Linked DNA regions of Gossypium hirsutum: all the other regions are linked to region 2. The links are chromatin contacts, called in public Hi-C maps. All regions are on one chromosome and are shown on one strand. Each heading gives the region's core, a stretch centred on a gene start, on an enhancer-like site or on the middle of the called end of the contact. The rest is flanking DNA. Distances are from core to core; before and after follow the strand shown.

What was found. A called contact is a pair of places that touch in the nucleus more often than the background predicts.
Region 1: a contact with region 2 is called in a Hi-C map of leaf, with 2.1 times the contacts expected there. The contact joins the promoter of LOC107887169 here to the promoter of LOC107894981 in region 2. A contact is called at or near these places in 4 of 34 Hi-C or Micro-C datasets (callus, leaf and petal).
Region 3: a Hi-C map of leaf shows a contact between it and region 2, with 2.5 times the contacts expected there. The contact joins the promoter of LOC107948812 here to the promoter of LOC107894981 in region 2. A contact is called at or near these places in 7 of 34 Hi-C or Micro-C datasets (callus, hypocotyl, leaf and 1 more).
Region 4: a Hi-C map of leaf shows a contact between it and region 2, with 2.8 times the contacts expected there. The contact joins the promoter of LOC107887012 here to the promoter of LOC107894981 in region 2. A contact is called at or near these places in 2 of 34 Hi-C or Micro-C datasets (hypocotyl and leaf).

The regions. Positions count from the first base shown.
Region 1 is chrD02:38,869,180-38,872,349 of Gossypium_hirsutum_v2.1, forward strand. It overlaps LOC107887169 (30S ribosomal protein 3-1, chloroplastic), which reads right to left and starts at 1,407. Exons shown (of 1, transcript XM_016811332.2): 1 at 482-1,407. The coding sequence starts at 1,212. The coding sequence ends at 721. LOC121214649 reads left to right here. Exons shown (of 5, transcript XM_041088534.1): 5 at 1-26.
Region 2 is chrD02:38,543,692-38,547,072 of Gossypium_hirsutum_v2.1, forward strand. It overlaps LOC107894981 (protein NRT1/ PTR FAMILY 4.6), which reads right to left and starts at 1,591. Exons shown (of 5, transcript XM_016820139.2): 1 at 1,412-1,591; 2 at 1,073-1,175; 3 at 730-947. The coding sequence starts at 1,414. LOC107894980 (a long non-coding RNA gene) reads right to left here. Exons shown (of 2, transcript XR_001683337.2): 2 at 2,820-3,265.
Region 3 is chrD02:38,116,221-38,119,805 of Gossypium_hirsutum_v2.1, forward strand. LOC107948812 (transcription factor MYB124) reads left to right here and starts at 2,263. Exons shown (of 12, transcript XM_016883467.2): 1 at 2,263-3,226; 2 at 3,354-3,400; 3 at 3,508-3,564. The coding sequence starts at 3,146.
Region 4 is chrD02:38,940,874-38,944,025 of Gossypium_hirsutum_v2.1, forward strand. It overlaps LOC107887012 (receptor-like protein 4), which reads right to left and starts at 1,640. Exons shown (of 9, transcript XM_041088536.1): 1 at 1,481-1,640; 2 at 343-1,383. The coding sequence starts at 1,556.

The DNA of each region.
Region 1 (3,170 bases), core at 157-2,656, 330 kb after region 2:
TCGAAGAAAAATATGTTGGAAAACAAGTCGAGTTCCCAAACATAATTATACTACCTTGCCTTAGCATGCAAGTACGTATCATCCTGCAGGGAAAAAACCAGAATGCAACACAACTTGAATAGGCTTAATGACTACACCCAAGAGAAATCGTGGAACCAAAATAATGGACTCATGGTTATGTGAGTGCATTAAATATAAATCCCCAAAAGGGGAAGGCGATGAAATTAAGTTGCAATATTGAACAAGGAGATGAAATATTGTCCTTTTAGCAGAAACATTATTTCATTTATCTTCAATTAGTACAAGTTAAACACACTTAGGCAAATGCATGTATGCATCTACCGCCACAGGGTACCCAAACTAAGTTAATAGATTTTCCTCGATAATGCTTTGGCTGGTAAAGTTATACAAAGCTAAGGTAATTCTATAAAAACTAGCATCAAATTCGTATACCATCTACATCAATGACATCTAATGATCATGAAAGAAAAACTAACTTGGTAAAGATTCATATCTAACAAGGATGAAAAATATACAAATATGTGGATCTCTAGGGAAATACCAACAATTCAGCAGTGTTTGTTATCCTATTAAAACCAACAATTCATATCTTAGTTCAGAGCTAAGAGGTTTCAAACCAAACATTCTCAAATTCAGTGGATTAACCGAGGCCATTTTGCATAGCTAAGACAAAAAAAATTATATAAAAAAAATGCACATCTAGCTCTGGGAAAGGTTGCCACCACTTTGCTGCCATAGATTGATGATATCAGTGGCCTGATTGAGAAGGATAATCATCTTCTTCTGAGAAATCCAAGGCTTACTTTCTAGAGTGGCCTTGAGCTCTTCCCAGGCATCTTTCCTTGGCCAGAAGAAATATGGACTTAGAGGAACAGTGCCGTGGCCCGGTATGACTTGATCAAGGGCAAGCCCGATGTTCTTTTCCATCCATATGAATTTCAAAACCAGTCTTGGCTTTCCAACTTGCTTGACCACCTCCTCAGGTTTCTGAGGAATGATGAAGTCGGATGGTGTTTCAGTCTCAGTGACAGCTTCCGTGGCAACCGAAGCGGTTAGTGTTGGAGTTTTGATTGTTTTCTTCAAAATGGGATTTTTGTTAAAGCAAAAGGGGGTGTTAAAGGATTTCTGATAACGAAAGGAATGACAAGTGAAAGTAGTATGGAGTGTAGATGAAGTAGCCATGGATAACATTTTGTATTGCAGAGTGGGAGAGAGAGAGAGAGAGATGTGAGGATACGAGTCTTAAAAGTTGCTTTGTGGAGATAGGATAAGGGATATGGGGCAATGGTAGGAGCAGGAGGACATGGGCTTGGATTGGATCCTATGTTTTAATTATACTCGGTTTGCTCCTTTCACCTCTTAGCCCTATACTTTGATATAATTTCTCCTTCAAATTTCTTTTTAATTTGTTATTAACATATATGCATGTCTCAACCAAATGAGCGCTATAATACAATACATCTGTTCATGTTTCCGTTATCTATCTAAGCCCGAATGTCTATTTAAAATTTAGGAGGATTTAAACAAAAATAATAGGTCTAGAAAATGGGTTTGGATAAAAATATCAATCCCGTTTAAAATATGGGTTAGGCTTGAGCTTGAACATTTAAAAGCCTAATCCGACCCGACCCGATCTATTTTAAGTTTACAATATTTATATTATGTTATTTTTATATATTATAAAATTTAGAACTCAATAAAAAAAATAAACCTATACTCTAATGTAAATATTAAAATAATGTTAATATGGCTATATAAAAAATTCAATAAATAAAAAATGTATAAAATTATTAATTATTAAATATTAAATATTAAAATACTATAATATAAATGTTTTTTTAATTAAAAAATAATATGGACAGGTCTAAAATGAGTTGGGGTTAGTCTTTTGTAAATATGGATAGGTTTAAGCAAAATTTTAAATCCAGATTTTTGGTCGGACCGAGTTTGAACAAACATAAAATATGTTAATATCATCTATATTTTAATATTATCTTTAAATAAAAAAATTACAAATTACAAATCTAAGGATCAAACACGTGTTTAATAGTATTAAAATACATGTTTATTTTATATAAAAAATATGCAAATTTGGTATGATCATTATTAAATAGATTTTAAAAGAAAATATTTTTAACATATGATATGATGCATAATAATACAATTCTTATCATATGATAGTTTTTTTACCCATATTGTGAGTACAACACAATTTAATTTAATTTATATTCATAATAATGCAATTTCTATCATATGATGTGATGCATGCATGAAGTGTTCTTAAGTGCATAAGACAACATCCAGATTTAATATAGGTCGTGAAATGTTCATAGTGTTGGGTGAGATTTAATCCACTTTTATTAAAAATGGAATACACTTTGTAAATAAATTTTCTTCCTATTTCGAATAAAATTCGATGCTTTTGCATTAATCAAAAAGTATTCAGAGATATTTTTATTTTTTAAATAAAATATGATTTACTCTAATATATATACATAAATTCTCACGTCATTACATCACATTTAAATACTAAATTAAACTTATATTTTTTTAAAAATTAATGCATCACACATGTGACGAGATACCAATTCTAAATATTCCTCATGCTTAACCTAGTTCTGAACTTAAATTTTTTTCTATATCTCAACATAGATCCAAAATTACATTTTAGTTGATCTCACATGACAAAATAATAATAATAATAATAATAATAATAAATAGTAACAGTTTGTATTTTTTAAAATAAAAAATAATTTGCATATTTTCAAAATTCATTAAAATTATTTTTATTTGCAATTTGAAAATAGGTTGAGAGTGGTGGTCTTACAATTAAAAGACTCAGGTAACAAGATTTTTTGGTGCTTGAAATTGATTAAATTAGTCCTTCTCAAAAAATTTGAAAGAATTTAAATTCTATTAATTTTGATAGTGAGTAATTAAAGATAATCATAATCACAATGTTAATGCCTTTCGTCAATTGTGCATAATTTTTATTAGTTTAATAACAACTTAAGCCTTCGATGTTTACACATTTTTTTAATTTGATAGAATGTATAAATTATGATAGCTAAATTTCTTATTATATCAATTTATTAATGTTGTGATTAGTTATTGTTAGTTAGTCACTTTCAAAATTGACAAGGATATTG
Region 2 (3,381 bases), core at 341-2,840:
AAATGAAATGAGCAACCTTTGCTTCATTTCCCTTTTTCATTCGAAGAAAGCTACGCACCCATTATTAAATGGATTTGGTTTTCCCAGGATTTTCTTCGGATTCGTCTCTTTCTCCAGCCACATACTGTACAGTGATTGGTGGATGAAGAGTTGAAAATTACCGTGTATTAGACGTATGACATAGGGTAGGAGCTCCAGCGACTGTTTGACACTCATGCGGTACGTGTAGAGCTAAAGCTCTCTTATCGTTAAACTAAAATCCCAAGGCGTCGGTTTTGAAAGGATAAGTCCCATGACTAACACCCTAACATTGGCCTACTCCAGGACCCACCCGCCCCACTTCCCAATTTATGGATAAGAAAAAAAGGAATTTCTTTAATGGAATACGAGGCATTTGAAAGCATAGCTAACATAACCGATTGTTGTTGGAAGTTCGAATATGTGATGGAAGGTTGAATTGAAACAGACCCTATTTTATTATCTCAGAATTAGCTTACTTTTGGGATCCGAAAGAAAGTGGACAAATGTACTGACATTTTTTAGTAAGGCCTCGTTAGTTGTTGTACCTAGGCAGACTGGGTTTTTTGTTTATACCGAAGTCGCAGAGAGGGAATACTATCAGATTTTTGCCCGTGTCTTTTATTTATGAGAACCACAATGCGGATGAAGTGCAATAATGAAACAAAACATAGAGAGTTCTAAAGATAAGAGTGCGTGAAAATGGAGTACCAGGAATTGGATGAGTGCGCTTATGAGGTAGATGTGATAAGTAGTGAAGAAAGTGTCGGATAAGAAGCCCCCAAGCAGAGCCAGAAGGAAGGCTGTCCCCATGAAATTGGTGACATCGTTTGCCGATTTTGATGGAGATAAGTGCATGTGCTTTGACAGATACAGCACCAGGTTGCTACTATTTGCCAAGTAGGCCAGGTTCTCCACCACTTCCACAACTACGTACACCCAAAATTTATCATTAAACTAAGGGATGGAACCAACCTATAAAATAAGCCTCCAGCGGAAGCTCACCCTTTATTTGTGTCAAAAGGAACAAAAAGGAATAGATCAGGTAACTAACCCAAGACAAAGGAGGCAGCCACCATGCCACCATGTTGGCCCCTTAAAGCAGGTTTGCCCCTCCAATCCACATACCCTTCCCATCTATTATCCTGGTATCCTTCCTGTACAATAAAAGGCGAGTTAGTAATAGTATCTAGGAAAGCAACGAGAGGACGAATAATGAAGCAACGAGTTAGTAATAGTAATGGTATCCTCCTTCCTGTACAATAAAAGGCGAGTTTGTTGTCTGCTGTTTGTACTTTGAATGAAGCAACGAGAGGACGAATAATGAGTGAGATGACAACATAAAAAGAGCAGCAAAATAAAAAATTAAAAGGGCGGGGGGGGGGGAACCCACCATTGTTCTCTCTCTCTCCTATTCTCAACTTGAGTAATTATGTTGGTATTTGATCTCGAGTGTGAGGTAGAAAAGCATGGTGAGAGTGGTGGGGGTATTTAAAGAGAGGGGAAGGGAAGAGCATTTGATGGTTTCAGTTCAACTTGGAGGAGAGAATGGTCTTCACACCTCACATAAGTTAATTTTTGACTCATCATCCTTGGAACCTCTTGTTTTATACTAAGAATTCTTTCATTTTATTATTTTATTTGAAAATTATCATATTAACGAACAGTTTCTTTTTGTAATAACAAAGTGTCTTTTTATTAAAGATTTGCTAACTTATAGTAAAAAAGCTTGAGAGGAGGAAGATTAGGAGAGAAACATATCAAATCCTCTCCACCCATTATTAAAGGAACCCAAAAGAACAAAAAAAAGTACCTTTCTCTTTCTTTGACCATCGAAAGCCAAAACCTTCGTTGCGGATGCCTAATGATAGTATTTATTTTTGTCTTTTCTTCCAACAAAATATGAATTCAATTAGCAAATAGAAACATCAAAGCAGTACACGCCTTGAGGAGTAGAACAAAACCAGCAAGTAGCAACACACAGTGAGCAGCTGATCGATAGATGCCCCCTTAGGAGGTGTGGCGCCAAACGTTGACAAAAACCACCGTCTTCATATTCAACCACAAGTGGTTAAGTGGTTTAAGAATCTCCCAGGGGCGCCAAGTTTGATATCGAGTATTGGTGTACCGAGAAGCAGGCACTATAGAATCGGATTCCACCACTACAGAATCAGAACAACAATATAAAACTTCAAAGGAGGCGTATCTTTAATCTTGTTTCATTTTTCACTTGATATTTTGATGATCTTCCATATGTTTCTCCTTCCAGTACTGTTATAATAAAATTTGCTGATTTATATATAATTATAAGATAAGGAATATATTCTTTAGTCCGTGTACACTCAGGAATTTAGTAAGTGGATGACGATAACATGGATATATATATACACATACGGCAGCTTTATGCAAATGTCTTTTGTGGCCGTGTGATTATCATGAATACTGTTTCCCCAAACCCAAAATCCAATGTTTACACAAATGAATGGAATCCCCAGTTAACAAATTGCAAACAGTGGTTAAAAGAAGCAAAGGGTAGTGGTAAGATCACTTGGGTTGGACGATTGCTAATTGCTTGACATGATAGAATCTAATAGCCATACAATGGAGGATTATTATATTAATGGCTCCCAATCTCCTACCGATGAGCTTTTGTGCAATAATGCTTGAAGATATGAAAAGATGATAGAAATTGGATGTGCGGTCTCAGACTAAAAAATACTACTACATATCCATTTGCTTGTTAGGCTTAATTCAAACATTACTCATTTTTGGTACTTCAATTTTTTTTAAGTCGGTTCCTGTCAAAAAAAATCACCATGCTGCATTAATTTTTTGAAATTTTACAGGAAAATTAAGAAAAACAGGGAGAGAAATGAAAAATGTTCTTATTACAGCAATAAAGTTAATTAAAAAGAACTAACTTATCAATTATTATCGACTTTAAAATGCCGACTCTCTCTAAAAACCCGATTTCCTCGGCATGGTTGTTGGCAGACAGCGCGGAGGCGGAGCGACGACTGCCTGAGGCTGAGGACTGATTGAGGGAAGCAATACAGGAGCTACAGAGGCATCATAGGATGGCGGCGAGTGGCGACGACACCCCGTACGACCATGCTGATGATCCTGCGTGGCCAACGCCATTGGTAATTTCTGCCAAAGCTTTCTCCTCTGTTATGGCGTTAGAGTAGGCATCGGGATTCTTTCTCGCACTTTCAAGCTCGCCAGAGGACAATCGTATTCGTTGCTTCTTGATCTCAAGATTAGGGTTTTAACCAATCAAACAAAATCTTATTGAGCTAATAAAATTGAACTCTTAAAAAAAGAAGCGGTGGCTAATGAGATTTGATGATTCTTTTGTAGAAT
Region 3 (3,585 bases), core at 1,013-3,512, 430 kb before region 2:
AAATAAATTCGAGCTCAAATTTTTTGTGGATTCAAATTTATTAGGGTCTGAATTTTTCTGGACTTGAGCCCTTTTGGGATTTGGATTTTCGAGTTCAGATTTTCTCAAATTCTATCAAGTTTAGTTAGGTGGGTTTAAACAAATTCAAATAATTATGATGTTTTATAATTTTATTCGAATGTAATAATTAATTTTACTTTTACATGATGATATCACAATACAAATTCACTTTAGGTAAAACAAAAAATTTATATAGATGCTTTACTTTATTAGAAATATTGTATATAACATAACTAAAAAAGTGCTTATTATATTGTATGTTTATGATTATATAATATATAAGAATTTTATAAACATAATTAATATTATTATATAATATGTATATGAATTTGTATGTAATATTTTTTTTGTTTATTTGTATTGTAGGTAATTTTTATTATTATATGATATCCATATAAAATTTTATTTATTTGAATCATTATCTCGAGTTTGGAAAGAACTTCTAAATTGAAAAAAAATAGTTTTTTATTATTATTTATTATATTACTAGATTGATATTTGAATAATTTTTTTTATCATTACATCTTGAATATTGAAAAATATTTATTATATTTAAGCTTAAGGGTGAGAAAAATTCTTAGTAAAAAATAAAAATAAATCAATTAAGCTCTTAACATGCACTCAATTGAGTCCTCAATGACAAAAGAAATTCAACTAGACCCTTTCGATAATAAAAATCGTCATTGATCAATTTGACTACGCGGTTAAAAAAACCTAAAATCCTAAAAGTTATAAAAATATACTAAAAATGTATATCTAGTTAGAACCTAGACAAATGAACTTAAGTTTATTTGAATCTAGACACCTATTTGTTTACTTCTTTTTAGATGTAATTCAAAATATTATAAAAAATTATAAATTATTATAAAAATATGATAATTATAATAATAATTGATAATTAGTAAAAAATACTAACAAACTATAAAAATTGTAAAATATAAATAAAATATAATAAAAATTTATCTAAATTTTGTACATGTCATGTGCCCTTATATACCCATTTTGCCTTAGTATACAATTTTTGGAACCTACCAAAAATGAAACCAAAGGTGATTAAGAGGTTTTTTTTTGGTTCATTTTTCAAACGATTATGGGTACAACAAGTACATATAATATGATTTTTCATTAACTAAAAGTTTAAGTAATTCAGTAGGTGAGTTTGTTTAGGCTTAATTCATAACATTAAATTAATCTATTACATCATCTTATTTTTATATAATTACTAACTTTGAGTTTTTATTATACATATATAATAATTGCATTAAAAATTATTGTATATCCATAATTAATTTTTTTAAAATTTATTTTATTTTATAATTTAGTGTTATTATTTATAAAATTTTAATATAATCATATAATATTTAAAATACATATTATCATAAATTTGAGTTTTAGATTGGATCTATCTCGGGTTTGGATTTCCTCGAATTCTGATCATTATAAACTTGGATTGGCATGGGCGAACTTTTGGGCTCAGGTCTGTTTTGCCCGCTCTAATGAAATATGATGGTTGAATTGTTAAAATATAAAAAAATAACGACAGAATATAAAACCATATGGGTAAGTGAAATATTTTAAAGAAAATGTGATATAAATGCAAAATCATGAGTTAAACAATTTAAAGTTGGTATTTGTAACAAATAAAATAATAATAGAATATTCAAGGTAAAAATGTTGAATTTGGAATATATATTGTCATTTTCTTCTTTAGAAAAGACAAACAATGTTTGTGTTGGATCATTAAATATCCAAACCAATAACCAAAAGAGAAGTTTCCTATTTTTGATTTGGTATTTTTCCCTCCAAAAATCTAACTGGAATTAATAAGCTTCACATGAACAAACAACCAAACAAATGGAAGGTGAGAAAATCGAATGAATATGAAAGCAAAAGCATCTCATTTTTAAGAAAATAAAATAACACAAACAAAATGCCATTAAAAAGAACTTGTCGCGTCAGAAAATTAAGCCAAAAACAATAATAAAAAGCCCAATTCCAATGATGCAAACTATTCACGTGCGTTGCACTGCCCAATGAAAACCATCAACGTTGACTGATGCACAGGCATTACATCCAATCAACACACGCGTTTCTTTCACGTGAATATGTTGCGCCTGGGGATTGTTTTGAATTTTGAAAACTAAAATTCACCCCCCAAAATAAGAATATATATAAGAAGAAGAGCTGTGATGTGAAGAAATACGAAGGTTCATCAGTTTTTATGTCCGCTAAAATCATCATAGTTCAGGGAAAAAAACAGAAAAGAAAATGGATAAATTATTAAATTTATAAAAATAAGAAAATAGTAAAAATAGGGTTTGCTTTAGGAGCAGAGTGGGGTAAGTGTCCAGGGCATTCATAACAGCGTCATGAAATTCGGCGTTATTTATTTATTTAATTTTCTTTTTCTTTTAATATTTTCAAACTCTTCTTCATACCCGCGCACTAAAGCAAGAATCCGTTGATTTAAATTAATATTTTTTAGCTCTTTTCTTCCATTGTTTGAAATCAACAAAATAAATCCTAAAAAACCCTTGCAAGAAAGAGAGTATTTTTCCAAAAAGTTTCTCTCTTTATTTGAAAGAAAAAAGCCCAAAATATATATTTCTTCCAGATTCATCATTCCATCACTCTTCCATTTCCCTTCTCTTCAAAGTTTTAATTCTTTTTATCCATTATAGATCTACCCTTTTCGATTCTACGTATATACATGTACATTTGAATCACAAAGCTCAAGCTTTTATTGACCATATAACTGGTGGAGACGTTGTGATTCTATTTTCTAAGTATAAACAGGAAAAAGAAAGGGTTAGCATCCGAGGAATAACGGAGTAGAAGGGGGAAACAAAGCATAGAGTTATTGAGAGTAATAAGGATTCCGTTTGAACCCAACAGTGAGTTTTGTAGTAAAAAAGATAAAAGAGAGGGAAGTGGAAGCGTTGGTTCCCTTTTTCATGGTTTTTTTTTTTATAATAAAGGGTTGGCTTTTTGAGGATGCCACTTGGGTTTTAATAAAAGGGAAGGGAGCGTCAAGGAAGGCCAGCAACTAAGAGAGACAGAGATTAGAGTAAAGAAGAAAAAGAATATGCAGGAAACAAAGAAGAAGAATGGTGGCAATGAAGATTCCAAGAAGAAGGAGCGTCATATAGTGACGTGGAATCAAGAGGTTTTCTTTTCTTTTTTAAAATAGTTTTCTTCTTTGGTTCCCTCTGTTTTGTTTATTATTTGATTGATTGATTCTTTGTTTTGGGGGGTTCTTATTAATTTGATATTGGGGGGGGGGGTGTTTGCAGGAAGATGATATACTTCGAGAACAAATCAGTTTACATGGGACTCAAAAGTGAGCCTTTTATTCATTCATTCGTTCATTTGAAGGGTTTGTTTGTTGTTTTTTTAATGATGGATGAAATTGAATGGATTTGTGTTGGTTTTAATGTTTGAGTGCAGCTGGGCGATCATTGCCTCTAAATTCAAGGATAAAACCACAAGGCAGTGCAGAAGAAGGTTGGTGAAACCATGATGATT
Region 4 (3,152 bases), core at 390-2,889, 400 kb after region 2:
TGAATTCAGATGTGTGGATTTGGATATAAAAAAAATGAAAATTTCGAAATTGGATTTTTTCAGATTCGGATATCCAACAGATAAAATGTATTTAACTCTCGGTTAATTTGCGGAAAATAAATAGGTTCGGACTTTTAGGTAAATTTGCAGATTCAGATAAATAAAAAAAATCGCATATCCTACCCACCACCATTCCTAATCAAATTAACTACCCAAAAAGTCTAATTTTCCTATAGAAAGCTAATGATTTCAAGGACCAACCAAACTCTCATACGCAGCTTTCAGCTTAACATGCAGATCACTAAAAAGTTCGTATAAATAATAAAAATTCAGCATCTTTACCTTGTTCAGGAACCGTGGCCAAATCAGCTGGAACCATGGCGTAATTTTCAAGCCCACAGATCAACGGAGCCCCTGCCACAGGCGACAGCTTCACATTCAACACAGAACTGCTCAAATTCTTCTCCGTATAATTTAAACTGTAGGCCGCAAAGCTCCCAACTTCCTTCAATATATCCACTCTACTCACATTCTTATCGTTGACCAGCACATCGAACACTCTCTCCCCTGCCTTTTTAACCGTCGAATCGATCTCCGCAAAATGAAACCACACCAAATAATCAAGCTTTGCATCCACTGGTAATTCGTATTCCAGACGTCCCTCAATTGTCACCGCCGATTGGTACAATTTCATGGGAAAGTAATTCGGCGCTTTCTCGGTACCGGTTATTTTTTCTTTAGTGGTTATAACTTTAGCGGATTCCGACTTTCCTGCTCGGTAATCGGAATCGGATTGCCAGGAGCGGCCGAAGGCGTCCGGGTCGGATGTGAAACCGGGTCCCCATTGTGATGAACCGGGAGAGAGCCGCCCATAGTTGACTAGAATGTAGCTGTCGCCGGTTTGGGCGGAGTTATATGACAAAGGGTCGATCTGGACGACTTCGAGAGAAGCGATGACGGGAGGGTTAGTGGCAATGCTGTAAAAACATAAATCGAGTTGACCGTCTTTGACGAAGGCAAAGAGATCGGAGTAAGCGCCATCTCGAGTGAGAGATTCGGGCCAAGGAGAGCGCCAGGAAAAGACGAGAGTGCCCTCGACAGAAGCGTCGAAGGAAGGGGAATGGGATTTGCCGTCGTAGTTGTCGTAAACGGTAAAAGTACGGATGTAGTAACGGCCAGCAGGAAGGGGGATATTGTAGCAATTCTTCTTACCGGAGGAGAGTGGGAAGTAACGGAGAGTCTTTTCGTGTTGAAGATGGAAATGTAGGGGCTCGGAGACCACGGAGGTGGAGCCGCCAGTGAAGAATTTGTCGGGTAGCCAAGAGATGTTGTAGGAGTCGGTGGAAGGAGTGGAACTGCCGCAGTCAATGTGGAAGCTAGTGTCTGCAAAGAAAAGAAAAACAAAATAAAATAGCAGCAGTTAGCAGATAGTGAGCGAGAGTAGGGAAAAAAAAAACAAAAGGTGGTGGGAGTGGCTTACTGTAAGGGTAGGGCAAAGGGGAGGAAGAGTGGAAGAGGGGAGCCAAGGAGAGCAGGAAAAGGACGAGGAAGGACATGGTGGAATGAGAGAGAAACAAAATGGGAAATGGGGGATTTGATTTTGGACATTGACACTATAAAGTAGGAGTATAAAGTCAGACAGTAAAAGAGGGCGAGATTAGTGGGATATAATATTAATTCACACTTCTCAATTTGTTTACATAATACCAATTAAAAATATTGTTTTTATAAATAAATAAAAAGTATAAAATCAATTTGCTAAATCCTCAAATTGGAAAAGTAAAAGCTTTTTGAAAATAATTTAAATAATTGTTTTCTTATAATTTACTTTAAATATATTTCAATTCATATTAAATAATAATAAAATGTAAAATCACTATTCTTTATCTAATTATTTATATTTCAATATTTAATTAAATTGATTTTAATATTTAAAAATAATTACTATTAATTATTTATATTAATTTAAAAAAAATTAATATATTTTAATTAATACTCAAAATTAACCCGTGCGATGCAGAATTAAGAAAATAAGATATTATCTAAAATAAGGCTTTGATGCATTTTAAGAAAAATTAGTTAGTGAAAAGTTGGTTTTATGAAAAGTGGTAAGTGGTATTGTTATCCGCGCAATATGTCAGCATTTTTATTTATTGTTACGAAGTGAACACTTTTTAGATTTTTTATTAAATTATTATAAAAAAATAAAAAATAACTAAAATATTATAATTTTTTTATTTACTAAAATATGCCAAAAAAATAAAAACTTGCAAAAAAAAACCTGTGGCTTGTTTATTTTCTTTTTATTCCCCCTTTAACTCACTTTTTTATTTAATAAACAAGCTCTCAACCTATTTTTGTAGTTAAATAAGCTCTTAATCTATGATTTTTACTCATAAAACCCCTTTATTTTATTATTAAAGTAAATATATTTTACCTAAAGTAAAGCTATTTAAAAAAGTATAAACTAATTCGCATTTTATATATTATTTTGGTAATTTGATGAGAATAGTTTATTTAAAAAATTTACTAAATTTGATGAGAATAGCTTATAATTATAATTTATTTTTTCTATTTGGGTTACATTTATGGGTGATCGGTTTTATTATTACTTCTGGCTTTTCAATAAAGCATGCCTGGTATTTCTATTAATTTTTTTAATTAAATCTAATATTAGTTAAGTGATAATTAAGATACTTAGAATTCTAATTAAGTAATAATTCTATTTTAATTTAATAAACTATTCTCGTCAAATTACTTAATAACTCTATTTTAATTTAATAAACTATTCTCATCAAATTACCAAAATAGAGTTTATTAAATTAGAGTTTATTAAATGAGAATAGTTTATTAAATTAAAATAGAGTTATTACTTAATTAGAATTCTAAGTATCTTAATTATCACTTAACTAATTAGAGTTTATTACTTAATTAAAATAAGGAGGGCTTAGAAGACAATTAGCCACATTTCAATTTTAGTGCGCCCCACCAACAATTCACTTTCAAAATTCAAAATAGTAAATTTGCATGTTAGGTCCTTGAAATTGCAGATAGCTACATTTTAGTCCTTTGGCACCATTGGTGCCGCTAATCTCTTTGGCACCTTTGGTGCCGCCACAGGTTTTTTTTTTTTGCAGGTTTTTAGTTTTTTT